Linked DNA regions of Mus musculus: all the other regions are linked to region 1. The links are chromatin contacts, called in public promoter capture Hi-C maps. All regions are on one chromosome and are shown on one strand. The core of a region is the stretch at or near the end of the contact, and the rest is flanking DNA. Distances in the headings are between cores, read along the strand shown. Region 1 holds the start of Cfap299 (cilia and flagella associated protein 299). Region 2 holds the start of Fras1 (Fraser extracellular matrix complex subunit 1). Region 3 holds the start of Tmem150cos (transmembrane protein 150C, opposite strand). Region 4 holds the start of Vamp9 (vesicle-associated membrane protein 9). Region 5 holds the start of Anxa3 (annexin A3). Region 6 holds the start of A930011G23Rik (RIKEN cDNA A930011G23 gene). Region 7 holds the start of 4930405H06Rik (a long non-coding RNA gene).

Region 1 (4,138 bases), core at 670-3,169:
AGAATACGGGAGGGGAATGTATACTAGCCATGGTGACTTTTAGAAGTGCCAAACCATTGAGCTAGTCAAAGCATATCAAAATTAGCTGGCGTGTCGTTGCGTGTGTGTGTGTGTGTGTGTGTGTGTGTGTGTGTGTGTGTGTGTGTACTGGGGATTAAACCTAGGGCCTCAAGCAAACCAGCAAGCACTCTACTACCGAGCTATATCCTTAGCCCAAAATGTTCTCAGTATTGGAAAAAAAAATATTTTGAGTAAAACTTCATGTCGTTTATATCTGTAATTAATTTATCCATGACTGGAATCCATTATCTAGGGAAATCTTTAAATCATTTTAATATTTCTTTCACCCCTTACCTGAGAAAAGAAATTCAACTGGAATTTTTATTTTTCCGGTAGTCCGCAGGCAGCCACTAAAGAGAAGGACTGTGTTTAGTCAGAGGGGCAGATGACTGGAAAAGGATCTAAAACCCATAGCTTAGCAATTTTGCTGAAGCTTGTCAATCATTTCTCCACTCACTGAACTGGTTGGTTTTATTAGATGATGCTAACTTATAGAATAAAAGTTGTTAATTAGTTCAGCAAAGCTAATGTTACTCGCTGCCGTGGCAATGCAGTTGTTTTAGTGTTCTGTCGTTATTTAGTGAACACGGGAAACAGAGGATGGAGACGCACTACTTCCGTCCCGCCAACCACGCTCCTCAACCTCCGGAGCATCACTACTTCCGCATCACTACTTCCGCATCACTACTTCCGCATCACTACTTCCGGTCTACCAACCAAGTGCCAACCGCGCTCCTCATCCTCTGGCCGGTCAGATAATTAAGATGGACTCACCCTTTCTCTTCCTACCTCCCCTTCTTTCTACATAAGCTTCTTGCAACATCTATTGTAATTATCAATTCAGTGGCTTCATTTCAGATGCAAGGATTTAAAGCAACTTCTGTGGGTTTAAAATATTGGCTAAAAGCAGGAGAGACGGCTTAAGGAAAAGGTGCTTGCTGCCAAACTTGAGTTCATTCCCTGGACACCACAGAATACAAGTTCAGAACCGATTCCAAGTTGCCCACTGACTTTTTATGCATGTGTGCGTACACACAAATGGAACTTTAAGTTACCCATCTAATAAACGTAAAAGCTTGGTTGTTTGGTGATATCGCTGCTGTTGCTGTTAAAAATCATGTTTTGTAACTATTTTAACAGATAATTTCAAAAGGGACAAATTTTCTTCATTTAAGATTATTTTCATACAGTGGCACCTATTTAAAAAGGAGGGGTGTCTATATGATAAACTGCCTTGTGCACAGGAGAAATGAGGGGAGTTGGCCAAATTCAAGTCCTTCCCAGAGTTCTGTAGGGTTGATTCTCCCCCCCCCCCCCCGCCCCCAATGGTGCTTGCTCTGTTTGTCCTTAATATGGAGATGGACTCCTTTGAAAACCTGAGCCCAGGCTGTGAGACTTGCAGTTGGGAGTTAGGAGCTCGGAGCTTGAAGATCCCTCCAACTAAGTCTTCTCGAGCATCCGGGACCTCCCGCTGCCCTGCCCTCAGGTGCACACAGCAACGCGTCCTCCTGGTTTTATGCCTTGTTACTACTTTACAGCGACCAAGTCGGCCTCTGTGCAGCGCACCAGCGTTTGGAGGGCTGGGGACTCCTGCAGCCTGCAGAGAAGTCTCTCGAAGCCAGAGGCCTGCGGTGAGCGCCGTCACCGCCAGGGGGCGACCAAGCCCCGCCGCGGCCAGCAAGACGGACCCGCGCTTACCTCCAGGTAGTACAGGTCGACCGTAGTGATCTGAGAGTCCAGGAAGTCTTCATAGGTGTTGAACTGTGTGACAATGTTGTCCACGGCCGTCAGCCCCTCGTCCTGATCCATCGCGGCTACACCGACGCGTCCCTAGTAACCGGTGTGGGCGGGCCGGACGCGCGCCGGTTGCGGGGGCGGGGCAGAGGGCGCTGCGCTGGCCCTGCCCCAGCCGGATCCCTGGGCGGCTTCTAACCCCTGGGAGCGGTCAGCCCTGCAGGGCAAACCCAACTTTTTTGGTGTAAAAGCCTTAGCAAAGTCCGAAGGTGCCTGCTCAGTGTTTGCAGTAAGAACCTCGACAGAAGAGTATCCCGGAAATCTAGGGGAAATAGTCTTGCTGGGTGCTTCAAAATAGCACGTGATCAGTTGTATAAATTACAACTTAAAGGCAAGTTATGGTTGGTTACTTGTGTGCCAGGAACAATGTATAAACTTCCCAAACGAAGCAGCCTTAGTGATCTCCTTTGCTCCTGCCTTCTGCCTTTCAGTTCCTTTACTTTTTGTTATTTAAATTTCAATAAGTTGAAAATTACTTGAAAAATCTTGCCTCCTTGAACGTCCTTTAAAAAATTGGGTTGGGGGGGAGGGATCCTAATCATGGAATGATATATCCCATTGAGAAGCTGATATTGACTTGTGTTTCTATTTACTCATTTCTTTAAAATACTATAGTATAAAATTGAATCTGAAACATTTCTCATTAGAGCAGACTTGTACAACTGTTTCCACACCAGAAGCACAGATGCTTGCTGTTATGCCAAGGGACTTTACAATCATCTCAGCATTTGTAGAAATCAAATCAGATTCTGCAATGAATCTTTTCCATTTTTTGGGGGGGAGGGGGGCAAAGTAAAGCCAGGTCTATTTAAGACCCCAAGTTGCACAATAAGTTATAGCTTTATTTTAAAAACAGGCTACCAACAATTTATATTGTATAATTATCTAGAAAGCTATAGAAACTAAACTCCAAGCATAGAGGGGAAAAAATTTCATGTGGCCTAAAACATTATCACAAGTAGAGAGGAGAGGTCTCTGTACTGTCTGGTCCAAAAGAAACTTGAGGACAAGTGCCTTTTGTGTCTTTTAGCATTCTGAAGGGCAAGCTGGCCTCTAGGCATCTCATGTACCTGGTTTCAAGTCCAAGCTGACATTCAGGCTCCTCCTAGCTCCTCTCATATCAGCTTCTCAGTCCTACAGAACCCTGACCTTTCAGCCATGTGCTCTCTTACCACCCACCCCCTCTCTGTCCCAGAGGCATTATTCTGGGTGTGTTGAACACAACAGAAAGCTTAAAAAAAAAAAAAAAAGTTTCTGCCGCTGGGGTCCACAGGATATGAAACTTGCTTCCGTGTGGTGATTGATTTGAATTTACCACATACCAGCCCTGTTCTAAGTACCATACAATCTCCATTATTTCGTTTAATCACAACAACAAACTCACTAGAAAACCAGCATTGGTGTTATCCTCCATATGGAGACAGGATGAGTTTAAATGACTTGGCCAAAGTGTCGGGTGCAAAAAAGCAAACCCAAAAAATAACAATAGTCCTTTTCTCTCACAGGGGCATGTGGATGTAAAGATAGGTTATAAAGAGCTGTGTAAAACCAAATACAGAAGTTTGTTTATTAGAAAGAAAAATAAACGTGTGGTAAGGAACACGGATTGATACAAAGCCTAGAAACAGTAGGCGCATCTTCCAAACTGTGGAGGCAAGAAACGCAAGTTCTGTGTGGGATGGAGGGAGAGGTGGACAGTAGGGAGGGGCACAGGAAAGAGGATTGGAAGGAGGAAGCTGACTGAAGTTGAAAGGTGTAGTAAAAGAGATTTCAAACGAGACCAGCCGTGGACCCAAACAGGAGAAGCTGTGGTGGCCATGGCTTCAGAATGGAACTCACACTACTGCACGCTGCTCGTCTAGGGGGTGCTGGGCTGTGCTTACATGTGTTACCGCTGTTTCTGCCATCCTCCCACACCAAGGTTTTATCGTCCTCTTGAAATCATAAAACAGCTAAGGAATGTTGGAATTCCTGACCCTGTGGCACTCTGATATCAAGGACGATTTCTACCTTCATTGTTCTAGCATGATCCATTGCAGTTGTACGTTTTTTAGGGATGCTTCATTAAACTGACCACGCAGACAGAAACCGCACGGTCAGAAGCTCTTTGGTGAAATGATCTTGAAAGCATAGAAATTTAAACAACTTAAAGGTATTTCCAATCAAGGACTCTAATGCTGCCCAAACACTTTTAACAGAGCAGTGTCTTTGTTAATAGTGAAAGAAATTTATAAATTTAGACCATTCTACACAGAAAGGTTAAAATTACAGTAAGCCCAACAAC
Region 2 (4,138 bases), core at 644-3,143, 2.0 Mb after region 1:
GGTGAACTCTTCCTGCAGCTGGATGAATAATGAATGGAGCCGGGAGTGGAAGCAGAAAGTCCAGAGCCCAGCCGTGGATGAAGTTGTCTCTCTCCCAGCCTGCCACCTTCCCCCTCTGCAAATGCTAACCCAGCCACTGTCCCCGCGGCTCTGAGCAGGTGGGAGCTCTCAGCGCGCCTAGGGGCGCGGGGGGGGGGGCGGGGCGGGGGGAAGCAGCACCAGACTCAACATGTCACACACACACACACACCCCTCATCAGATTTACTGATGTATTATCTGAGCTGAGATTACGAAAGCTATCCTGATGACAACACTCAAGTCTCCTTTCTCTCCCCAAGCTCTTGAAGAAGTGGACTGGAACACCCCCCCCCCCCCCGCGCGCGCGCGCAATGAAAACCTAGGGAGAAGAGAAGTGCATACATGCTCTTTGACCACTTTTTGTTCCTTGAGAAGCAGGCAGCCTCGTGCTCTCGCTCCCGAGTAAAATTTATTTCATTACAACTGAAATCTCAACATCCAGAATACTACTTATAAAATCTTAAGTGGTCTTTAAGGGGAGGGGGGGCGAGTTACTGGGGCGAGGAAAGCAAAATAGAACAGTGGAGCTTGGGTGAGGATTTTATTCCACAAAAGTGAGAGCAACTGCTCGCTTCTCACCTAGGTTCCGAGTAGTTGCTTTTCCTTGAGGAGTAGGGTAGAAGTGGAAGGAAGATTCATCCGGGTTCAGAAATATCACCTCAAAAGGCCACCCACCCGCAAAAAGCAAAGAGGAGGCCGTGGCCGGGCTGAGGTTTGACCGCAAGAGAAACCAGGAGTGGGGATTTCAGCTGAAAAGGAAATCCACTCCGTGTCCACCTATCGCCTCAAATCAAAACTTCCACCCAACAACCCACAGCACTAAACCCGGCTGAGTGTCTTAAACTGCACAGTCGAACTCACACGGGGTTCCGCTCTTTTTTACCTTCACAATTAGGCAATACTGCAAATTCCGCCAGCGCTAGGGCCACCCCGAGCCACGCTTTGAGGACACCCATCGCCGCCGCGGCACTCTCGCAGGAAGATCCCAGCCTTCAGCATCCAAGAACCTGCTCTCTGCCAAACCTCAGGCTGTGGCGCCGGCGCCGGGAACCGGGACGCACAGACACTGGGGAAGCGCTGGCTGCTGGGCCGGGAGCCGAGGTTGGCCGGGTGGACCGCAGAAGGATGCGGCCGACAGTAACACTCAGTCAGCCCCGAGGCTCACTGGGTTCTCCAGCAGAGCGGCCACCAACGTGAGCCGAGGCTGCGAGGAGGAGGCAAAGCTCAGATCGCCGCCAAGACTAGCAGGAAAGTTGCAGGTCAGCGGCTGCTGGGATTCCGCAGCATTGCCTCGGGCTAGACCAGTTCCTCCGGAGGTCCCCAACTGGCGAGCTGCAGGAGCAGGTTCCTCCTCGGCAGCTTTTCAAAGTTCTCTCGGCACGCCCCCGTCTGTCCGTGTAGCATCGGCCGAGGCGGGTCCCCGCGAACACGCCGGGCCGGGCTACAGCAGCGCTCGGGGAGCTGGGCGGTGCAGGGCCGCTGGTTGCAAACTTTGTGCGGCCCTGCAGGAGCTCCGGGACTCGGGGGCGCTGCAGCCGCACCGCACCACGCCGCCCGGCTGCTGCAGGCGCTTCCAGAGCTCCGCGCGGAAGGCGGCGCGGGGGGCGCTGCTGCCACTTTCTCGCGCCCGCCCCTCGCCGAGAGGAGGAGGGCAGAGGGGCGCGGCTTGCTCCACACCGACGCCCACCTCCCCGCACCGTGCACCCCGAGCTGCGCTGCAGGGCGGAGGTGCGATTACCCAAGTGGAGGTGGAGCCATAATTGTAGATGCAAGGAGGAAAGAGAGAGGCTGGAAAAGACCCCTCCGAACTCAATGCTCCCCAGATGAGGGGCCTGGAAACGCACAGGATAAGTCCCCGAGTGGATCCTCGCATTTAAAGCACGCACGCTCCGCCTTCCTCAGCCTCTCTCGCCTCCTTCCTCTCTCCTTTGCTGGGTGTGAAAATGGACTCAGAGACTACGAGCTTTGGCAAAGATTCCAGAGAGTCACGTGGGGAAGGGGAGCCGCGGTGAGGGGGTGGGGGAAGGCGAGAGAGCAACCTGATCCCCTTATTCATCCTGCAGGAGTTGCATTGGCTTTGTCTGAGGCGGGATCAAAAGTGGTCACACCGAGGGCGGGTGGAAACAGGAGGTTAGGTCTCCATTCAGACACTGTTGAGGGTACCACAGGAGAGGCTAGTTGGGGACAGGGTGCTCACACCCAAGTCCTAACTGCTACTTCTCCACCTCTCGTCATGCCCACTGCTGCTGAACACAGAGCCTGAAGCAGAGCTGACTGGCCATCTTCGCATTTTGGACCCTCAGGGGTTTTCCCTGCAACCTAGCAGTCTTGGGGCACGTGTGTTCTAGGTTGAGATTCCCACGGTGAGTGCACCTTTACAGCTTCCTAAAAGATGAAAACACCACACAGTCTGGGTGAGTCCAGCTGCGCCTCCAAATGTCAAAGACTGGGAAGCCAATGTCAGGGCAAAAGCATCCTGGTGTGCACACTGGAGGTAGTTGAGGGATAGGGTGGGGTCTGGTTTCCAGCCAGTACTGAGTGATAGCTATTTTTAGAGGACTAAATAAAAATAGCTGGTCCAGGTTTGATCATTTTGTAACTGGGGATGGTTACACGGGAGAGATACAGACTGGGTTTCGAAGGCCAGACAGAAAAGATTCTCTGTCTTGGCAGAGCTGTGACAGCTAGACTGTCCAGAAAGGAGTTTGAAGTGGCAGTGAACACCGAGCTATTCAGGGTGGTGGGCAGGGATCTTAGTAGACTCCAATATTGCTGACGATCATAGGGAAGGCCCATGTTCTAAAGCATGCCAGTAGTACTTGAATTCCTTGCTTTTTAGAATAAGAGGATGAAATGAAACTGAAGGGTCCCTGTAACTATCACCACTTAGGCACCGAAACATTTGATTAACCTGGGTGTGGCTGTTGAGTATTCAAAGGACTTAGGAATCGCCCAGCAATTCCTCGATGCCTCCCAGAGCCGTTGTGGGGACAGAGCGGTTTTATCTCTGTATTTGAAGCACATATGGGGACTCTGTAAACATTAGTTGAAAGAATGAACTGAATCAAGCCAGTAATCATCACCGCCAGAGTTCAGCCACAGCTTGGATGGAACCTGAGTCCTCCCTCCTCCCACTTCCCCCTCTTCCTCTAGAAACTATTTTCTCAGACCAATGGAAAGTACTGTCCAAATTCAGGTGGATACACCCTAACAATTCCTAACCCCTCCTAAACACTTTTTCTGTAGCCACCACTGACTAGGAGTAACTTAAGACAGCTGGTTTCCCTAGAATAAACTATTTGACTTCATTTTTAAGAAAGCATAGAACTGTGGCACCCAAAGGGGTCTCAAACCATCTTTTGGACTTGCTAAAGGAAAACAATCTTTAAAAAGAAAAAGGTGAAGGGAGAGACGGGAGCATTACCACGAGGTATTGTCATATACTACATTTGTGGTTCTTAACAAATTGTTCATAAAATGTCCCCTCCCCTTCACCAGAAGCCCTCCACCAGCTCCCATGGTCTTCTCTCTACCCCAGGAGCAAATAGTCCAAGGGTTCTCACTCCAAGAGCACTAGAATCCTGGTTCACAGGGAATTCTATATCCTTAATACTGTTTTTTTCATATGCCCACATCCCGTAACTTTTGTCACCATATCCCACAGTATCTTCTTTGATCAGCCCCATCCTTGTCTCTTCAAATTCACCTGGCCTCACTGCTGCTTATCAGGTAGATATTATAGACTGAACACTTTGTATCTAACATGGGACCCTTTGCTATGTAATCTGCCAGTAACTATATGAGACATGTACCCTTGTTATTTTCATGGACAAGTGCAGTGACTGATGGCCCTGAGTCAGATGGTTAATTACAACAGCACATTGAAACAAGCAGCATTACCTACTATGAGAGTCAGATGACCACATCTCAGTATCTTAACACAACAATTTGTCTGTCTATCCTGTCCCCTGGACAGTAGTGGACCCTACACCTTGTAACCTGGACACCCATGAGCCCTTCCTGTAGCCAGGCCAACATGGCCCATATGAAACACCTTCC
Region 3 (4,138 bases), core at 568-3,067, 1.7 Mb before region 1:
ACACATCACCTCACGATGCTTTTCACACACACACACACACACGGATGCACACTCACGGCCATATCTGACAGAAGAGCTTTTCAGGGCAGGTTACTTCTTTCTTGAACAAGCACAAGCCCTCATGTATGGAAATACACGCTGTCACACCGAAAACATGCACGACAGAGCCAGAAGCTTGTGCATGACCACCTCCCCGCCCCCCACGCCCTCCCAGCAGGCCTTGCGCTTCTCATCCTTTTCCCGGTTCCAACCTGGCATCTTCCTCCTGCAAAGTAAGGCCGGCCGAATGTAAAGTGAGAGTCAAGCCAGCTCCCTAAGTCGCCTTCAGGTTGGAAGGGTTTGAGGCGAGCACGAGGGGAACTTGAGTGGAAACCTAGGAGCATCTGGCTGCATGCACCCCGCACTAAAGCTGGCCGTGGCCTGAGAGGCGTGGGCAGAGCTTTCCCATCAGTCTGACATCATCACTGTTCAGCGGTCGGCTTTGTGGATCCAGAGAGAGAAGCATGCTACAGAGAGTGAGCGGGAAAGAAGCCGGCCACCAGCATTTGGACTTGAGTCACTCTGCCTGAGGAAGATCTCCAAACGTGAATGCTACCGGGGACAGTCAGCCGCGAATGGCACGAGGTACGGCTGAGAGGGCGTGGCTTGGTTTTTCCTTCCACAGTGCATCACCCACAGTTCCAGTTTGCATTTTCTTTTTGAAGTGCCACTCTCACGGGTCTATGTAGGCCTCGTGGGCAAAGGTGTGGACCAAAGGCAAGAACCTTGTTTTGGCTTCAAGTATGAAAGGGGTATACGTGCAAGCTTAATTTATATCTGAAGAAATAATAAGAAAAAAAGATTCTCGAAGAATCGCAAAAGAAATCTACATGGAGGTGAAAGGTATGAGGGCTCTGAGGAAAGACAGGAGGTTAGCCCTCTTGCTGCTAGTCCAACCCAGGGGAGATTTTAACATCCGTGTGTTGCTCAAATTTTATAGTTTGAGGACTGGGGACTTTAAATTAAATTTGGAAGTTATAGAAGCAAATTAAAAACATCGCCCTCCCGCAAATCACATTGGCACAAATGGAGCTGCAATACTGCTAAGCTGTTCGGAGATGAGCCCAGAGGTGCAGGAGTTCAAGGCCATCCTAGATCCCTGTGCCAACAACAGAGTGCCAAGTGCACAAGCACCCCCTCCCCCAACCAAGTGCACAAGCACCCCCTCCCCAACCAAGTCACAAGCACCCCCTCCCCAACCAAGTCACAAGCACCCCCTCCCACATTGTTTCAAAAAACTCTCCAAACTCCTAGGGGGCTCAGACAGCCCGGAATGTAATGTGGAAAACGTTGTTTTGTAAATTCACCCTGAAGTATAGCTTCCCAAGGAAGGGTTCAAATGCTAAATCTCCGCCCCCCAGCATAGCGCCGAGCACGAGCACACAGTAAATGTCCAAATGAACAGATTTGCTGCTCGTTTCTGAGTGGAGGTGAGGAGCATCAAAGAGATTCAGAGACAAACGACAGAGTGGAAGACAGAGTGAAGAAGGAGGGGGAGGACTCATCACTACAGGGCAGGGCAGGGCAGGGAGTGAAAAGCCCCCAGTGGTGTGAGAAAGCCTCGAGTAGAGTATTCTCTTATTAAAAAAGGCGTCTTACCGTAAATACTCCAGGGGGATGTCTGTTAGTTTTGAAACTGCTATGAGGTTTCTCTTCTTTCCTCCTTTTCACTTTTCTATTTTAAAGATTTTTATCAAAGAACAAACGGTTTTATTTTACTCTCCACACTCCAAGTAAAGAGCTTTCGGTGACACACTTCTCTGCGTTCTTAAGAGTGTGCAGCAGCAGCAGCGGCAGCAGCAGCATCCAGCCAATACTGACATTACTCACTGGGACCTGGCCACTGAATAAAGGGGTTTTATGCTAAATCCTGACTTCCTTGTTTCTTACACTAACAGTTCTTCGTGGGTGTGCACGTACACGTCCGTGCTTGCTGTGGATAGCTTGCAGAACACGTTCTTTAATGCTCATTCTATTGTGACGGATACAGTTCAGGATCAGTCAAATGGAAGAGGTGCATGGGTGAAGAAGGCAGGCCTGGGGCTGGCTCCCTTGCCCTCAGTGCACCCCAGGCTCTCCATCCCAGCTGCCCCCCAACCTCCCGGAAGTAGGTAGGCTGGAGGTCTAAGCACCTGGTGAGCAGCCTCATCCTAAAGTTACCTCAGTAGCATGAAGTCTGGTACAAACAGAAGATGTTCATTATGAATAAAACACTGCTGTTCTGTCCTATGGGTGTTAGGAATTCCATGGCAGGAATGGAATCGAAAGCCAAACATCTTGTCTGAGAAAATATTTTTTGTACAATAAAGTTTTAGCATATTCTTTCTCTCCTCCCTGATCTTCCCCACCCCCACGTCCAATTTCTCTCTTCATAAGAAGCTAAAATCAAAGCAAACTAAAAAGAAAACCAGTAAGGCAAAACGCAGTGTCTTAGTCAGGGTTTCTTTTTTTTTTTTTTTTTTTAAAGATTTATTTATTATATGTAAGTACACTGTAGCTGTCTTCAGACACTCCAGAAGAGGGCGTCAGATCTTGTTACAGATGGCTGTGAGCCACCATGTGGTTGCTGGGATTTGAACTCTGGACCTTCGGAAGAACAGTCGGGTGCTCTTACCCACTGAGCCATCTTACCAGCCCCTTAGTCAGGGTTTCTATTCCTGCACAAACATCATGACCGAGAAGCAAGTTGGGGAGGAAAGGGTTTATTCAGCTTACACTTCCATGCTGCTGTTCATCATCAAAGGAAGTCAGGACTGGAACTCAAGCAGGTCAGGAAGCAGGAGCTGATGCAGAGGCCATGGAGGGATGTTACTTACTGGCTTGCTTCTTCTGGCTTGCTCGGCTTGCTTTCTTATAGAACCCAAGACTACCAGCCCAGGGATGGCACCACCCACAAGGGACCCTCCCACCTTGATCACTAATTGAGAAAATGCTTTACAGCTGGATCTCATGGAGGCATTTCCCCACCTGAAGTTCCTTTCTCTGTGATAACTCCAGCCTGTGTCAAGTTGACACAAAACCAGCCAGTATGCAGAGATCTCACAAAAGGACGTGGGGTGTTTGTGTGTACGTGTGTTAGCACATGGAATCTGCCCAGTTGTGTTGTTGACATACCCAATGACACTCCATTTGAGGAAGCTGTGTGTCCCAGAAAATACCAGTTATGGGTATCTTCCTGGTTAGGAGTAGGAAGGACTTTTTGTCTGCTCTCCTTCCTCAGGGCTGGGATGTTGTCTGGTTTGAACCTACACAGGCCTTGTGTCACTGTCACCGGCTCTGAGTTCACATGTGTGTTCTAGACATCAGTTCTATGGTGTCTAGAAACAGTTTCTTTGGGATCATCACCTCTGGCTCTGACTCTCTGCCTCCTCTTCTGCATAGAGGGGTCTTGAGAGAAGGGGTCTTCTTTCTTTCTTTCTTTCTTCCTTTTTAAGATTTATTTATGTCACTGTCTATGTCTTGAGACACACCAGAAGAGGGCATCAGATCCCCAAATGGTTGTGAGCTACCATGTGGTTGAGTCACCATGTGGTTGCTGGGAATTTAACTCAGGACCTCTAGAAGAGCAGTCAGTGGTCTTAACCGCTGAGCCATCTCTCCAGCCCGAGGGAAGGGGTCTCGATAAAGGCCTCCCAGTTAGCGCTAAGTGCTCCAAACTCACTCTCTGCACACTGTCCAGTTGTGGGTCTCTGCTAATTACCATCTACTCAGAGCAGCAGCTTCTTTGATGAGGGCTTAGTCTGTGAGCTATGGTATAGAAATGTGTCATTAAGAACCACTGTACTGCAGTGGGGTCTCCCCTAGGCTCATGACATTTAGGCCCAGTTCTTGGCCATCTTACGCAGTATTTTGTACAGGTTCCATGTCATGTCATCTGGGTTACCAAAGATCCAAAGTGATAAGTACCATATTTCCCCTTACATATGGACGTCATCTTTTAAGTTTTAGATATGTGTGATTCAATCCAAAAACCACAGTGGTTAGGTAGCTGGTCAGGGACGGGGGTTGGGAGGCTGGGCATAGGAATGGGATCTTCCAACCCTTTTTATTTTTAAACGATCTCACACAAATACAGATGGAGCTCAGTGTGACCCCTTAG
Region 4 (4,138 bases), core at 633-3,132, 1.6 Mb before region 1:
CTGAAGGGGAACTGGTCGCAGGAGCTGGAGAGGTTGCAGGCGAGACTGCAGATGCAGATCCTGAACCTTAATGGGACCAGAGTGGAACCAGTGACCCTCGGAGACTTTACCTCTTGGTTTACCTCTGCTTTTTCTTACTTTAAGGAATGGGTGGGAGTGATTTTGTTTGGTGCTGCCATATGCTGTGGACTGGCGTTCATGCTCTGGTTGGTATGCAAATTCAGAACCCAACAAAAACGTGACAAGGTGATTGTAACTCAGGCACTTTTAGCTATTGAAAACGGCTCCTCCCCTGAAATTTGGTTATCTATGCTCAAGAATTAGTCAGCATGAGATTAGATGAGAGAGACTCAACGATCATTGATCAGCCCTTGCTCATCAATAGGGTGATCATGATTTCCCCACTAATTCAATTTTTGGCTGGCCTCTTTTGCAGAGTTCGCCCTAGGTCATTTAGCAGTTATTGTCACACAGCACTGCGGTATCCAGAGACGGGCAACTTTCCTCGTGCACAGTCCAACCTAAGACATGGGGCCCGGTGGCGATAGGGTTACCCTATGACGGGTAAGGCTGTGACATTAGAGGAATGACCTAAAACAGGAGCCACGGCGGATGGGCATAATTGCACAGGCCTAGTCCAGTCTCATTTTATTAAAACAAACAGGGGGAGATGTGGGAAGCCACATGTGCCGTTGCTGAGTGGCACTGACTACTGCTGGCCACCATGCATAAGATTGGACAAACAACCAATGTGTACATATGCAGTAAAGTTTTTTGCAAAAACACTGCCTGGCCCAGGCATGATAATGAGGTTCTGTAAGGTACTGAGAGTATAACCAATCGGATGTGAGACATGCAAATGAGATGATAATGAGGCTCAGTGAGGTACTGAGAGAGAGTAGCCAATCAGATGAGGAACATGCAAATGAGGCTTAGTGCATAACCAATCAGGGTATGAGACACGCCTCTCCTAGGCCTATAAAAGCAGCACCAGCTCTGGGCAAAAAGTCTTTTCGCCTCTACAATCAAGCTCTCCCAATAAACGTGTGCAGAAGGATCCTGTTGCAGCGTTGTTCTTCCTGGCCAGTCGAGGGCGCGCAAGACTGTGCTAAACTAGGAGTAGTTCCTCTGTACAGGAGTACATTACAGCCTATCTTCAGCGAAACCTTTTCTACCCCCTGGGACAACTGATCTAAGGTTCAGATAGAATATTAGATGGCATCTGACAATTTCTAGGTGTGTGTGTGTGTTGGGGAACTGAACTCAGGGCCTCACACATTCTGGGCAAGCGCTCTAACGTTGTGATACATCTTGTGTTCTCACTTTTTAAAGACTGGGTCTATATAGCCCACGCTGACATCAAATTCATGGCCCTCCCACCCTGGGCGCTGAGAGTCCAAACTGCGCTGTCAGGTGGCCCTCACTGCCTGCAACTGAAGTAGTCTTGAGACCCTTACACGTTCACTAAGTGTGTTCAACTGCAGGTCATTTCCTTGTAATGGGGCTATCAACTTGGAGATGGCTATAAATCTCCGCCAGACGGCCGCGGGCAGTACGAGCCCCAACCCCTGGGTGGCGCAGGCGCAGTCCCACTCCCGCCTCGGAGGCAGCGCTTCTGGAGGGGGCGGGGACTCCCGGTCCCTGAGTCCTTCCAGGTCGCCCCGCGCCCTGAGGGGAGGCCAGGCGTGCGCCAGCCTCGAGGAACCGAACCCTCAGACGCCGAGGCGTGAGCCTCAGGTACCTGATAGGCGCCGCCGGTCAAGGCCAGCTCCGCCAGGACCGCTCGGCCATTAGCAACGCAGCTGTAGGTGATCGTCATAACCAGCAGGCCAGTGAGAGAAGCGGACCGCCTTCTAACCGCCCGCTACAGTTGGACCGCCGCTCCGCGCAGGCGCGAGGGACGGTTGATTGGCAGGGGAGGAGGCGGGGCCATCTGTGGGTCCCGCAGAGCCTGTGAGTTTGCTAGGCGAGGTCCTCGCACATGCTTGGGATTCCTGAGGTCTCTCTGTGCTCCGGGTAGTCTGGAAAACCATTTAAGAGCTGTTTAACTGCCCAGGCCTCATCTACGTGTGAATCAGTCACAATCTAGGGCTGCGAAGCTGGGGGTAGTAGGCAAAGACCCCGGAGGTCTGAGTTCGAATCCCCAGAACTCACGCTAAAAAAAAAAAAAAAAAAAAAAAAAAGAAGTAAAAAAGGCATGGTGGTTGGAGCATGTAATCCCCTTTGAGAAGTGGAGTGGTGGTGGAGACAGGTGTATCCTAGTAGCTCATTGGCCTACCTGAATTGATAAGCTTTAGGTCTGGTGAGTCTTGGTTTCAAAAAATGTGGAGCGCAACCTTGGAAGACACATCTACATGTGCACGCACATCACACACACACACACACACACACACACACACACACACACACACACCATGCACGCATGCAGCACACTTAAATTTAAGCAAGCATTGGAGGAACCTCTTGTGCACAGCCTGCATTTGGTTTTGTGAGCATGAAGACCATCTCTGAGTTGTTCTGTAACTACTCACAGAGCAGCATACGCTGAACAAATGCTGGTTACAGTTTGCGGTGACAAAAATGTTCACAGCATTGAAAGGACCCCATTAGGGGCGTAAGGGCTCCAAAGTCTCACTCTCTGACTGCCCAGTTGGGGTTCTCTGTGTTAATTATCATCTACTGTAAGAAAAAGCTTCTCTGACGAGGTTGAGCAGCGCTCTGCTCGGTGGGCATAACAATTTGTCCTTAGAGGTCATTTTATGGTAGTATGTTTCCCCTAGGCCCATGACCTATCCAAACCCAGGTTCTTGGCCACTTTTAGTGTCATATATGAGTTCCATTTCATGAAGCGGGACTTAAATCTAATCAAAAAGTAGTTGGAGGGCTGGAGAGATGGTTCATTGGTAAGAGCATTGGCTGATCTTGCAGATGACCAGGGTTCAGTTCCTAGCACGTACATAGCTGCTTACAACCATGCATAACTCCAGTTTCAAGGTATCTAACATCTGACTTCTGTGGGTTCCAGGCATCATGTGGTACACAGACATACATGCAGCCAAAATACTCATCAAATGAATATATCTTTGGAGTTGTAGCATTGGCTCAGTGGTTAAGAGCATGTGTTGCTCTTGCATAGGACCTCGGTTAAATTCTCAGTATCCACATGGTGGTTCATATCATCTGATCCAGGGGATATGACGTTCTCTTCTGACCTTTGTGGCACAAGACACATAGATTACATGCACACACACACACACACACACACACACACACACTACCCATGCGCATAAAATAAATCTAAAAGTTGGTCACTACCATATCATTTGTGCTACATCAGTACATCTTGCAGGTTCTGGACTCTGTTGTAGGTTTTATGGTTTGTAGCTTTGTGAAATCAGCTATTACTTTTCCCCTCCAGTAGTGTGCGAATTACTTCCCAGCACTATGAGTGCTAGTCAGTGGGGCAGATCTTGTATGTGGGCATCAGTCTGGTTTTTCCATGTTTAATAACATACGTAAATGTTCCTTCAGCAACAGGGCCTTGCTGTGAGGTTACAGCTCAGCTTGTTTGCTTCCTTTTTCTAGTATTTTGAGATTATAATAATTATAGCATAGCGTTTCTCCCTTCTCTTTTCTCCCCTTCCCTCTTCCAAACCCTCCCATATGCCCCTCTCCTCCAAATCCATGGCTTATTTCACTAATTGTTATTGCATGCATACATTGCATGCATGTACATATATATATTCCTAAATATAACCTGCTCACTCTATATAGTGTTCCTTGTATGTATGCTTTCAGAGATGGCTGTTGGGCGTTGGACAGTCAGTGGGTGTGTCCTTCCCTGCTACTGTTCCCAGCCTCCCTCGGTTGTCCTGAGTTCTTCATGTAAGGATGAGGGCTCACGGGCTTTTCCCGACCCACGTTGGCATGCCCATTGGTGTCGTCCTTGCTCAGCTCGTCTTTGTCCAGTCACGTGGGTGAGACTTTCTGGGTGCAGTCTTTGAAGTTACTAGGAGACACCATCTCACAGCAAACTCCCTCATCTTCTGGATCTTAAAATCCTTCTTCTTCCACAATATCCCCTTAGCCTTAGGTTCCGTGAGAGTGTTTTACAGAAGGTATCCATTGGGGCTGGACT
Region 5 (4,138 bases), core at 1,213-3,712, 1.5 Mb after region 1:
TGGACCTGAAACCACATTAATAGTCACTGGAAGTATTTAGCCCTAATGTTTGCTCATTCTCTGAAACTTCTGTGTTCTCTTTTTTTTTCTTCTTTTTCTTTTTTGTTTTGTTTTGTTTTGTTTTGGGGGGGGGGGGCAGAGGTGAGACAGGGTTTCTCTGTGTATCCCTGGCTGTCCTGGAACTCATTCTGTAGACCAGGCTGGCCTCAAACTCAGAAATCCACCTGCCTCTGCCTCCCAAGTGCTGGGATTAAAGGTGTGCGCCACCACTGCTCCCCTGGCCTGTCCTCTCTAATTAAAGGGTCTGACCCTCTATCTCTCTCCAGACTATACAGTGGATACAGGATAAGGTTGCTTCTTGTCACGTACAACAGGCCTTCCCATTTTGGTCCCGAATGCAGCTGTGTTCAGAGCTGAGGAGTTTCATAAGCAACTGGATCAGGAATGGTCACTTTAACCTCAACAATAGATCAATCCATTGATGGTGTCCTAATTTAATGGGAAACAGTGGAAGCTTAAGGGGTAAGACTCCCTAAAGAGAGCAGATCCCTTAGGAGCGGCCTCAGAGCTCCCTGTATTCTCCCTGGCACTGCCCACACTTGGTCTCTGCGTCTTGGCGGCCATGAGGTGGGGTATTCTCCTCTGCCAGGGACTCTGTTATGAGCATGTCCTGCCTCACGTTGAATGATTAGCAACGGAGCCAGCTGACCTGACCTGGGCTAAAATCTCTAAAACCATGAGCTAAAAAGACATCTTTCTTCCTTTTAAATTCTTCCTCTCAGATGTTCTGTCACACAGACAAAATGCTAACACATCTCTTAATTCGAGACCTAATTTGAGTCAGGATTTCCTCATGTGTAAAATAGGGAGATGGCTGTTTCTATTGCTGGGAGGAAATAAGATAGATTATGCTGTCAGCCAGCATCTTGTGTTTTTACTAGGTGTCAGGTGACAGGCAAAGTGTTAGAAAGTGAGCTCTCAAAGCTGGGGATTTGTGCAATGTTTATTCACTGGTGTATATGAAAAAAAAAAAACTGTATTCAATGATTTAAACATAAGCCTCAGAATAACCTAGTTAGTGAGAGAGACATCATTAACAGCACAGGAAGATGCTGGAGGCACAGGAAGCAATAGTGAAATCCCCACCATACAGCTATTGGGTCGACCCGACTGAACCCAGGCATCTAGATTGCAAAGGAATGAACCGTTAATCCCCAAGCCCTGTGGCCCCGGACCCAAACTGATGCTTGACATTTGTTGATCCAATATAATGTGGAAATTTCTAAGAAGTATTATCAAGCCATCCTTTAAGCTTGTAAAAAGTAGAGAATTACTCCATAGTGCAAGCCAAGTGATCTAACAATAGAGCTTTAAACACATCCTTCCTGAAGGGGATTACAGCAGCTACATTTTCTTGTACTTCCTCCTGCTGGCATTTCTACCGATTTCTCAACACCAACAGATCTGCGGACAGTGGTCTGATCTTCGTTTGAGTTTAAAAGTACCTTTCTAGGCAGTTTGAAACTTCCACCTTCAGGAAAACCAGTAATGATTCTTCATAGAATAACCTTTTAGTCTGCTTTTTATGATGTTGGTGAGGAGTAGAAACTGAAGTTCTCTCGGGGGCAGGAACCTCTTCTCTTTAACGCACCTCCTGGGGAAGAATTTTGCCCCGGCTGCTCAACTTTCTATTGGCACAGGACCCAGAACTTCTATATATGGCTATTTGCAATCACAAACCACATACCTCTACCTCGATACCTCACCTGCTGACTCAAGAAGCAGGGGAGGTGATTCATGTCTAGTGAATAGAATTCTGTTGCAATCAAAGAAAACGGTGTCTTTTAAAAGAGAAAACCGAAGTTCCCCAACTCTCAAAGTCCAATACATCTTTCTCCTACCTATACAAAGTAAAGCTAAAAGACACTTGGAGGGGAGAAAGATCTCTCATGGGAGCCTTAGGAAAAAAGTTCTCAGCACAGAACTCTGAGCAGGGGCAGGAGACCTTCCTCTAACCCTTCTTCTTTTAAATGTTTCCGAGACATTTAGGAATGAGCAGTCCCCTGGATGTGAGCTTGGGCTGCAAGACCCTAAGTTTGATAACTTACTCAGCTCGGCCCTTGTGCCCCCCAGGTCAAGTCTCTTCTATTTCCATAGAAGGGAAGAGGGCTTGGGGGAAGGGAGGGGAGGGAACAGCCCCAGGAGCAAGCTGCGCTCACGACCTGGGACTCCGCGGGAACCTGATGTTCCGTGGTTGTAGAGGGGCGGGCATGGGAAACTTACCCTTGGGGCCGCGGAGGCGAAGCCCAGGCAGAAGCTCAGCGAAGGTGAAAGATCAGCCTCGGCCGGCCGTAGCTCCCGGCTAGCCTGGGTGGCAACCCAGACCGCACCCTTCCTCAGCCCCTCCTCCTGTTTCTACTCACGGACTGCCCAGGACCGGCTTGCAAGTGGCTCTTGGATCCAGGATCCTCTCTGCTCCAGTCGTGACCTACCCACCACGCCCCCCTCGCAAGCCCTCCCCTTCCCCTGTCTCCCTCACATCCTCCTCCAGCTTCCTCCAAACCCAAACCCTTTCCTCTGTCTTCTTTCTTTTCACTTTTCTCACCCCCCGCCCATCCCCCGCCCACCCCCACTCCCACCCCCTCCTTTTAGGGCTTGGCTCATTTTCTAGACAGCATGGATTCAGAGTTGACAGTCCTCACAGGTACCTATACTAAGTATGGCTTACTTACCTAGAGGGTCCTTCGAGTCAGGCACTGGTCTAAACCCCGCATGATAACCAAACTACAAGACAGATGCGATTGTACTCATTTTACAAGGAGTCACAGAGGCAAGGGAGGTCAAATCATACAGAAAGAACGGCAGAGCTAGATTTTGAGTTTATGAGTCTGAGGAGTGTCTCTGCTTGGCCTTTTGACTCTAAAGGGAGGATTAGAGCTCAGAGAAGCACCAGTGTTTGTGTTTTGAGCCCTCAGAACCACAGGTAAGTCACGGAGGATAAACATTAAATTCCCACTAAAATGGCCAGTTTTGTGTCAGCTCCCCACAAACTAGAACCCTTAATTGAGAAAGTGACTCCCATAAAATGAGGTTTAGGCAAGCCTTTAGGACTCTGTTTCCTTAATTAGCGTTTGAGGTGGGAGGACCCAGACCATTGTGGGCGGTGCTATCCCTGGGCTGCTGGTCCTTGTATGCCTTTAAGGACTGATCAAGTCCTAGAGAGCAAAATAGACAGCATTCTTCCCTTGGCCTTTGCGCAAGCTCCTGCTTCCGGTTCCAGGGTCCCTCTAGGTTCCTGCCCTGACTTCTTTCAATGGCAGGGTGTGCTGCGGACGCATAAACTGAAACAAACTCGTTCCTTCCTCCTCAAGTTTCTTTTCGCCACGATGTTTTACCCCAGCAATAGAAACCTAAAGACATCCACTTAATATCGGGTAGTGTCTGTGAAAGAAGATAGGTGGAAAAGCCACTAATTATCAGACATTGAAGTTAGTGGACTATGTCATCTGTTTACTTTTACATTCTTCAGGTTGTTTCTAGGACACAGAAGTTTTTATTAAAGCCTGTGGAACAGAGGGGCTAGGGGAATATCTCAGAGGGTAAAAAGTTTGTAAAAAACGAGGTCCTAAGTTTGAATCCTCAGGACCCATGTAAAATTTGGTATTAATCTGTGTTTTGGAGCTGGCTGGCAAACCAGCTTAACCAATGGTAAGTTCCTGGTTCTGTGTGAGACTCTGTCAAGGGAATAAGGCAGACAGCAACACTGGAAGACATACTGCTCTGGTTTCTGCATGCTCAGACACACACAACAAACGCATGTGCATATACACCCCACTACCACTATCACCACCACCACCACCACCACCACCACCACCACCATCACCACCACAACCTCCAGCATCACCACAACCTCCAGCATCACCATCATTACCCTCATCATCACCGTCATCATCACCACCACCACCACCACAAAACATAAAGATGTACAGAAGAGGAAGCAAGTGTAGACAAACTGAGTGAGCAGGTCAAGTAAGTGGATGTGGTCAGCAGACCAGCCCTGATGTTACTCTACCTCGGTGCAGAACTTCATCAAGAATCTTAGGTTTTCTGTATTGGGGCATAGTTATAGTTTTTCTCA
Region 6 (4,138 bases), core at 742-3,241, 1.4 Mb before region 1:
TGACTCTTGGCCCAAGCAGCCAGAAGCCAGAGAGCTTTGAATCTTTGAAGGACAGAAACCCCATTGCTGTTGGAAGATGGAGAAGGTGACAAGAAGAAGCACAGGCAGCCGGAATATGTCATGGCTTTTAAAAATATTTATTTATAGGAAAACTATAAACCCATGTTTAAATAAACTCTGTTCTTGGTCAGCTTTTCATTGGGACTAAGACGTTTGAGCAACCGTGGTGGGTGTGTTAGAATATCTCTCTCCTCTTTCTCCCTGAGACTGTTGTAGGATCCCATTCTTTGCCAATTAGAGCCCTTACTTTAACTGTCGACACACTCTGAGGCTGAGACTTGAATTTTCGCTGTAGTTCAGCCAACCTTACAATGAGAGTTTCTGTTTGATTTTCTGCAACTTGAGCTCTATTGCTACAAGAGAGAAGATTCTCCTCAAGGACACACTTAGCAACTTTTAGATCGTTTGCTTGTGTCTGGAGACTTTCGATTTTATCACACAACTCCTTCCTTTCATTCATCATTTTTTCCACAGATACTAAGAGCAGCCAGCCAGTAAAATCATTTTCCGATTTTTCCCCATCTTGTAGAAAGCTTTGTGCACTGAATCACCTAATTCATTAAGAAAATCAAGGGCATTAGCTTCTTTAAGTTCGGAATATAGTTTCAACCATGGGTCTTCAAAATTCTCTGAGCTCCCAGGAGGGAGAGAATCTGGAGAGGTTTCAATAGTTGAAAGTGCTGGTGGATCAACAAGCCAATTCCAGTATTTTAAAAGATTCATCCTTGTACTTCTGTTATGCCAGTGAGAGTTGTGGATTGACAGAAAAGTCTAGCCTCACATATTCACCACTTTGCACCCAAATGTCCATTTTCTAGTCACCCCAGCCAGTAAGCATCTACAGTCTGGTCACTGTTGCCCCAGGGTCCCGAAAAGAGCTTGAGAACCAAAGACTTTCCTGGTCTAGTACTTTTATATAAAATCAGGGGACTTAACTTTTTTACTCAAGGGCCCCTGTTGTCCTTTCTGAACCTCTGACATTGGCACAGTTGGGCAGTGTTTTTTTTTTTTTTTTTTTTTTTTTTTTTTTTTTTTTCTTTTCCAAACCACAGCCTGACACCACGTGCAGAGGAGTCTGGGAGTAACTAATGATGGAGCAGATGCTGAAGTATCCCCGCACTTATTGCAGCTCAGGACTTCTCATTTTAAACAAGCTTCAGAGACCACCCATAGTACACTAAGTGAGAGCCACAGCTGTGAGCAGTAAAACTAGACCGAGTGCAATGCTGGCCCCGTGTCTTGAGTCAAAGAGAATTCTGCCAGGTCCAGTTCTTGGACCGCACAACAGGCCGCATCTGCGTGTGTGTCGCAGTGTTCAGGTTCCAGCCTTGCCCATCCTGGGCCGTCCTGGCTGGGAGGCAGGCCAAGGAGAGAGCGATCGCCCTCTCCTCCTCTTTAGTGTTTACTGGTGCAGATCCCACCCAGTGTCAGGGGCTCACGTGTGGCAGGAGCAGGGTTCTTAATCCTGGGTTTGGAACCACCTCCTTTCCTACTGGAAGGGTGGGGCTGGCACGTGCCATTGGGGAGCCCTTGCGGGTAGCTCGAGTTCTGTCGTGGTAACTCGCCAAATGTCTGTGGACCTGGGCTCCCTCCTCTCCCACCTGCATTGTCGCAAATCGGGCAGAAACTAGGGAAGTGGGTCACCTGGGTGAACAGCCCCTCCCGCCTTGGCCGCTAGCTCTCAGCGTGCCCCCCCCGCCTCCCCCCCACCCCCCCCCACCCCCCCCCCCGGTCGCCGGCTTAGGCTCTCACTTGAGGCGTCGCCTGCACTCTACCCTTGGGCGGGCTGGGCTGTCGCTGCTCTGAGCTCCCCGCCGCCCTTGCCCCAGCGCCGCCGCAGGTCGTGCGCCGTTGGCCCTCCCGACACCCCCTCGGCGGGGCCCTTCCCTTTACTACGGCGCTAGTGACATTCAGCTGGTGAGGCTAACGCAGCCCGGGCTCCCGCAGCGCGGAGGCAGGGGCGCCCGCGGCTGTCTGCTCCTCTCACCCGGGCACCTCCCGAGTGGCAGCGACGAGCTCCCTGCAGGCCCAGAGACCCCCGACGGGACGACCTTGGCGGGCGGATCCCCGCCCCCACCCGGGTCCACGAGCTTGGGTCCGCCCTGCCCACCCCAGCTCTGGCACGGGTCGAGGACAGAGGCGGCGAGCGCGAGGGGGACCCTGCCTCCCTGCTCGTATATGGCAAAGTTTCTCGCGGCGCTCCTGGGCTGCACGCTGCCGAGCAAGGGCGCCTCTCCCGTGCTGGAGGTAGGTAGAGGGTGTGTCCTGCAGAGGTGGCTGTGGGCGACAGCTAACAGTCCTGACCCGCCCCTAGGGTCCCCACCACTTGGCAAGTGCGCCTCACCTGGAGGACTTCTGGGGCGGGGCCGGGGAAGGGGAGATGGAAGCCGCCGGGCTTGAATTCTGGTCTCCCCAGACCGCGTTGCGTGTTTTGTTTTTTTTTTTTCTCTTTCCTAGTTGATAGGTGAACATGTTTGTGAATCGCGAGTTTTGCGAGTTATCCCTTGCCTAACAAGCCAGGCACATTTGAAGATGAGCTGTTGCCTGCTCATCCTTCCGCTGTCTACCATGGCTAGCCTAAATGATTAGCAGAAACAATCTGTCAGTCAACAAGGTTCCCACTGTCGTGCTTGCTCTAACCACTCCCTTCCCCCAACCTCCAGCGAGGCGATAAACTCCGTATAAGTTAACTCGTTTCTTCTGGTGGGAGGTACGCCGGGGAAGGGGAGGGGTGTGAGGTGAGACTAACCACATCGCGCCTTCTGAAGGCAGGCACACCTAATTGCTCACACCTCCCCGAGGTAGCAGCGACCCTGCTGCAAGCGGCTTTGCTAGCAGCTGGCTGACTGGCTGGCTGATCCTCTGGGGAAATGGCAGCATCAGCGTTTAATATGAGACCCATATGGGCCACTCAGTACGGACAGTTCTGGGTTGTATGACCCTTCACACTCTACAGTCAGAACAGAGTACCCACTGTCTCTTACCTCGCCCCCCTCAATCCCCCGCCCTCTCCTACAGACTACCTGACAAGCAGGTCAGGACCAGAGGGCTGACTCTGGCCATGTCAACTAGCCTTGCCACCACCACTGTCTCATAACCATCCTGGCAGTCTGAGGTTTCCCTGAGCTGCCTTGGCCTTCAGTCGGCAGTTTCCAGGCTGGCAGAGATATAGACATGGGTTTCTTCTCTCAGTCATGCAGTGGGTTCCTTCAGCAAGGAATTGTTTAGGACCTAAACTCTTAGAGCCTTCCTCAGCTGCCTCTTGGACGCCCTTCACCATTGCTATCCTAGGTTTTTTTTTGTTTTTGTTTTTTTGTTTTTGTTTTATCCGAAGTCACGTGGAACTATTTCCTGTGATTTTACAGCTCAAGTGGTCCAGGCCATAATCTGCTATGGGACAGCAAGTATTTACTTATTTGTAAGCAGGGAGATTCCAGTGGTGAGTGGTAAGCAGGAGTTTGGGGATAGGAGTGTAGAGCGGGCAAAGACAGATGGAAATGCCTGCTCTGGTGAAAGCTGAGACCTAAAGGCTGAAGAGCCCAGACAGGCAAGGTTTTCCAGGTTTGCAGCCACGGCCTTAGCCATCTCCCTCCCTCGCAGTCTTTTAGAGGGCACGTTAGGCAGCCACATGGTAGGAGGCTGAGCTGGAGACAAGTGGTGCCCCTTATCAACTGTGCTCGCTCACTTTTCCTCTTCCTCGGGGCTGGGGATTTTGTTATAAGATTCCCAAAGCCTCCATCAAGAGATGCTGGTGTATGCATTGCCCTTTGGGTACACCTCCTGCCTATGAAGTCCTCTGGTCAACAGGTGCCCCGCTTTGATGTTTCAGGTCGATGGCTTCCCACTTATTCTAGAGAGGAGCTGACCCCCCCCCCCAAAAAAAAAAAAACAAAAAAAAAACCAACTAGTCACACACATTTAGATGGTTGTTATTTTAAAACAAGGGTGGTTCCCTTGGCTTTGAGAAATTCCAGGGGAAGTCCCTTAGACCTTGGTAACTCTTTATATCTTGCTATGTGCTACTTCCTACCTATCTAGAGGTAGAGCTAAGGTTAGCATCTCCTCTCACTGTCTCTCT
Region 7 (4,138 bases), core at 493-2,992, 1.3 Mb before region 1:
GAGAGCAGTTATTTATTTTTTTTGACAGTTTCATACATGTACCTAACGGATTTCTGTCATTCTGTCATTTCTCCTGCCATTGCTTCTCGTGTCTCCCCTTCTTCTCTGCTGAAACTCTTCCCCTTTCCCTAGTCTCCCTCCTGCTTTCACGTCTTCTCTCCATGTGTGTGATACACTTAATTAAGTCACCTGCATGAGCATGGGAGAGAAGATGCTCACTATAGCACGAGCTAAAACACTGAAGAAAAGGACAGATCCTCCTCCAACAACCATTAGCTGCTAAGAGTCCCTCAGGGATCCACGGCGAAGTCTTGATGGGCCCAAGCTTGTATGGGTCTTGCTGGTCACCAGAGCTACATTAGATTCATGAGTAGAATAGCCGTGTCATATCCAGAAAATATCTTTTTTTGTTACATATCCCTAATCCTCCTTCCTTCCCTATCTTTTACTACTCTGCTGCTCTGAGATATTTCCTGGGCCCCAGAGGGAGTGGTGTCCGTGTCCCATGTGTGGCTACACGCAGCTCGTTGGCCGGCTAGGAGGCTCTGGAGTGACTGAGAGTAAGACTTCAGACTTTCTGAAACTGATTGTGACATCATGGAAAATTTCTTCTTTTCTTTCTGCACTATGTCTCATTGCATGGATTCCTTTTGTCTTCTCAATTCTTTGCTCATCTTACTTTAATCTTGCATGCTTTCCTAAAACTCCAGGCATCCTTGGCTGTCCATTCATATCTAAAGATAGAACCCTTTAGAAAGCTGAAAGGAAGGTTGTCTGCTCATTGGACTCTCCAGGGTTGGCCTTCGATGGAAGGCAGCAGTCTACTGCTGCTCTTCACCGGGGACTAATTTACCAGAGCTCATAGTACTCTTGCCTGCACTTGGTTCAACTGCCCTGGAGACAACCCCTTCCAGTGCCAGGAATCTCTTCCTATGCAGTCTACAGATGCTCACTCCATCTCCCTGTCTTCATTTGCACGCCTCACCTCCATCTTCCCTCCGGTGCATCTGTCCCCTCTCGGTGTCCTGCAGGGATAAGGGAGGATGGCCAGATCCAGCAGCACTCCAGCTGTGGAGACTGCCTTGGTGCACCAGCCATCTCCAGTTCAGTTCTCATGAGCATCCTCCTTCACAGACACTTTCCTGTCCCTCCTCCTCTCTGGGACACCATCTCCTCCGTCTCTATTCCTCTATCCATCTTCTGAGGCTGGCCCTCAGATCCCTTCATACTGGAGTGATTTGTATTCCAAGAACAGGGAGATTGGAAATACCTGCTATCTAGAAACTGAAAATCCAAGCCAATCGTCACTTTAAATTGTAAAATGGGGCATTATCATGTATGCCTGAGTAAGTTGCTATATGGAAAGTCAGTCTCTCTCTCTCTCTCTCTCTCTCTCTCTCTCTCTCTCTCCCCTTGTCTGCTGAAAGCTGACACACAGATCTTAGGAAGACACTCTATCTCACGTTAAGGAAACAATGGGTGCGCTTGATTAAGGCTGAAAATTACCTTGCTGAGCTTTTCATCTCCCATTGGTACAGTGGGGATTTCTTTCTTCCCTTTTAACAACAACAGCAGCAGCAGCAGCAGCAACAACAACAACAAAATCATGTCTTCTGATCACATCAGGCTCAGACTACAATAGGGAATAACTGTGTGTCTCCCAGCCTTTCAGCACAGGAGCCCCGAGTGCAGGGGTGACCAGGGGTGAAAGGCTCAGCATTCTAGTGGCGTCTAAATCAACAGAAACCCTACCAGGAGCTGTAGTGGCTGGTGTGGAGGGAAAGTATGATTCTGCTCTCTGACAGATGGTGGCGTTGTGGGGGAGATACAAACAGGAACTGCATTACAGGAGGTCAGAAGGTACGGTGGGTGTAATTGACATCGATGGTTACTTTGTGTCAGCTAAGGTGCCTGACAAGTGCTTTACATACCACAGGTCGTGTGTTCTTTATAACAATCCTAGGTGCCGGCTACTTTACAGCTTGGGCATCAGTAAGTGAGGCGACCTACCCAAGTCTGTGCACTTCAGGGTTCAGTTTCTGGCAGTGTGACTTGGGGATCTCTGCTCCTTTTAACCTATTCTGCAGGGATGCGGAGCCTATGCAGATGGCTGGGTGTGGGCAGACAGGCAGCCACACATTCCTGGAAACTGTGCCCCGGGGGTCTGGTGAACATTGCTGAGAAGAGGAACGGACTGTGTAAACATTTGCTTCTGCTTGAATGTGCACCTCCCGGCCCTCCTCCATCAATTAGGAGCGCCGTCTTGAAGAATGCTGCCTCAGCTTCTGAAGCGAGGACCCCAGGACATGCATTAATGAGAGCAGAGGGAGCCACAACTGACAGAATAATAAAGCTCTCGGAGGGAGCACTGGCTCCCAGGGAAGCCCGGAGCTGGCTGATGGAACAGCGGGAGACTCTGTCCGGCTCTCCTGCATCTCTGTAAGCGGCTTGGCTTCCGTCCTGAAGCTTAGAAGAGGCACTTTCTCCCGGTGACTTGCCTCATAAGGGCGGTTAATGAGCACCGTGGTGACAGGAGACACTTCTCCACATTGTTCATGGCTTGGGAGCATACAATCTGCCGTTGCCCTCCTGATCCCAAAGGGAAGAAGGGTTTTTCGGCTGTTCAGAACAAGGTCGCCAGAGCAAAGGGCACGGGGTTAAGTGCAGCAGGTCTCAGAGTTCACTCCCTTGCTCTGGGGAAGCGTGGATTTAGAAGGGTGTGTGCTGTTTTGTTCTGAGGGTTAATCCCTCCTTTGTCATTTTTTAAAAATATTTTTATTACATATTTTCCTCAATTACATTTCCAATGCTATCCCAAAAGCCCCCCATACCCTCCCCCCCCACTTCCCTACCCACTCAGATTACTTCAGACAAATGAACTATTTCTATGACCCATTAAATCGCTAGAGAGAGATTCCTTCAACAAAATAGCTTTTTAAAAAGATCTTTCTTCTCCTTAACTCTTTATTATTATTATTATTATTATTATTATTATTATTATTATTATTAAGAGGTATTAATCTCTCTTTAAAGGCAAGGAGGCTGGTGCTGAGCTCAGAGATGTTTATAAAGGTGAATCACTCACAGCAAGTTCCAGCTCTCTCTCTGCTCTGAATCCTGGATGCTTTCTTCAGGCCCATGCTATGTTGCCTATCTCTAAATCTCTCTAGTTCCACAAGGTGTGTGTGTGTGCACGTGTATGTGTGTTGTGTGTGTATACACAGGTGTATGTGCACATATCTGTGCGTGCACATGCTTGCATGTAGACACTAGAGGTCAGGGTTGAGTGTCTTCCTTGACTGCTCTTTGTATTATTTCTGGAGACAAGGTCTCTCATTTACCCTGGAGTTCATCAACCAGTTGGCCAAGCAGCTCTAGTGATCTGATCTGCTTGTCTTTGCTTACCGAATCCATGCATGGAGTCTACACTTAATCTTTGTGTAAATGTTGAGGGTCCAAACTCAGGTCTTCATGCTTGCGTGCCAGACACTTCTCTGACTGAGCCATCTCCTCAGCCTCTTCTTTGAAAGACCTTTTGTCACAAGGCCCCAGAAGATCACCCAGAAAGGGACATATTAACTGGTAGCTCATTGGGTGTTTTCCTTTAGATTCTATGTGTTAAGAATATTTTTCTGGGACATGGAGAAAAAAAGATGGTGTAAATTTGGCACTCCGCCAGGCTGCCCTTGCCTTGATGACATAGGAGCAGCCTATGCCGCCACCCAGGGTTCATGTCCACTGTGCTCCCTAGAGATGATGCACGCTTCCTTTAAAAGGCCCCAGCCACCCCAGATCACTCTCTCTGTCTTGTCCCTTAAGGGGACAAGGTCTTAGCTACAGGAAGAGTTTCTTTTAAAAGAAGAGTTGGCATTGCTTGGAATACAAAGTGAATGTAGGTGATGATGTGTGGGCAGAGGTGGGGAGATGTGTGAGAGAGAAGGATGAAAGGCCAAAGCAGGAACAAGTTTCCTTCCAGCGGATGCATATGCCTGAAAGAGGAAAGGGAACTTCTGGAGCCAGCTTCAGGGTTTGCAACAATGTTGACGGAGAGGGAGAGAGGCAGTGTGCCTAGAAGATGTGTGGTCCTCACATCATCTGCTCCAGTGGTCTATGTCTTTACACAAGAACACAGCTTACC

The links. Promoter capture Hi-C pulls out the DNA fragments that hold promoters and counts their contacts.
Region 2: a promoter capture Hi-C map of hippocampal neurons shows a contact between it and region 1, with 4 times the contacts expected there. The contact joins the promoter of Fras1 here to the promoter of Cfap299 in region 1. A contact is called at or near these places in 4 of 39 promoter capture datasets (the 3T3-L1 cell line, cranial neural crest, hippocampal neurons and 1 more).
Region 3: a promoter capture Hi-C map of hippocampal neurons shows a contact between it and region 1, with 3 times the contacts expected there. The contact joins the promoter of Tmem150cos here to the promoter of Cfap299 in region 1. A contact is called at or near these places in 2 of 39 promoter capture datasets (the 3T3-L1 cell line and hippocampal neurons) and 1 of 484 Hi-C or Micro-C datasets (cortical neurons).
Region 4: a promoter capture Hi-C map of hippocampal neurons shows a contact between it and region 1, with 7 times the contacts expected there. The contact joins the promoter of Vamp9 here to the promoter of Cfap299 in region 1. A contact is called at or near these places in 2 of 39 promoter capture datasets (the 3T3-L1 cell line and hippocampal neurons) and 1 of 484 Hi-C or Micro-C datasets (cranial neural crest).
Region 5: a contact with region 1 is called in a promoter capture Hi-C map of pre-B cells, with 6 times the contacts expected there. The contact joins the promoter of Anxa3 here to the promoter of Cfap299 in region 1. A contact is called at or near these places in 6 of 39 promoter capture datasets (the 3T3-L1 cell line, the C10 cell line, hippocampal neurons and 2 more) and 1 of 9 other capture datasets (liver).
Region 6: a promoter capture Hi-C map of hippocampal neurons shows a contact between it and region 1, with 6 times the contacts expected there. The contact joins the promoter of A930011G23Rik here to the promoter of Cfap299 in region 1. A contact is called at or near these places in 4 of 39 promoter capture datasets (the 3T3-L1 cell line, hippocampal neurons and liver) and 1 of 115 datasets of contacts at active chromatin or transcription factors (pancreatic cancer cells).
Region 7: a promoter capture Hi-C map of hippocampal neurons shows a contact between it and region 1, with 4 times the contacts expected there. The contact joins the promoter of 4930405H06Rik here to the promoter of Cfap299 in region 1. A contact is called at or near these places in 2 of 39 promoter capture datasets (the 3T3-L1 cell line and hippocampal neurons).

The regions. Positions count from the first base shown.
Region 1 is chr5:98,327,085-98,331,222 of GRCm38.p6, reverse strand. Cfap299 (cilia and flagella associated protein 299) reads right to left here and starts at 1,919. Exons shown (of 6, transcript NM_001024614.1): 1 at 1,759-1,919. The coding sequence starts at 1,869.
Region 2 is chr5:96,371,710-96,375,847 of GRCm38.p6, reverse strand. It overlaps Fras1 (Fraser extracellular matrix complex subunit 1), which reads right to left and starts at 1,893. Exons shown (of 74, transcript NM_175473.3): 1 at 963-1,893. The coding sequence starts at 1,035.
Region 3 is chr5:100,075,641-100,079,778 of GRCm38.p6, reverse strand. Tmem150cos (transmembrane protein 150C, opposite strand) reads right to left here and starts at 1,817. Exons shown (of 5, transcript NR_045993.1): 1 at 1,639-1,817. It overlaps Tmem150c (transmembrane protein 150C), which reads left to right. Exons shown (of 8, transcript NM_001382851.1): 8 at 1-1,907.
Region 4 is chr5:99,904,009-99,908,146 of GRCm38.p6, reverse strand. It overlaps Vamp9 (vesicle-associated membrane protein 9), which reads right to left and starts at 1,882. Exons shown (of 6, transcript NM_001378420.1): 1 at 1,742-1,882. The coding sequence starts at 1,819.
Region 5 is chr5:96,791,709-96,795,846 of GRCm38.p6, reverse strand. It overlaps Anxa3 (annexin A3), which reads right to left and starts at 2,462. Exons shown (of 13, transcript NM_013470.2): 1 at 2,284-2,462.
Region 6 is chr5:99,726,913-99,731,050 of GRCm38.p6, reverse strand. A930011G23Rik (RIKEN cDNA A930011G23 gene) reads left to right here and starts at 1,991. Exons shown (of 4, transcript NR_030692.1): 1 at 1,991-2,307. Gm38413 (predicted gene, 38413) reads left to right here. Exons shown (of 12, transcript NR_131054.1): 12 at 20-197.
Region 7 is chr5:99,611,827-99,615,964 of GRCm38.p6, reverse strand. It overlaps 4930405H06Rik (a long non-coding RNA gene), which reads right to left and starts at 1,742. Exons shown (of 4, transcript XR_003955764.1): 1 at 1-1,742. The region is part of intron 1 of A930011G23Rik (RIKEN cDNA A930011G23 gene); the gene reads left to right.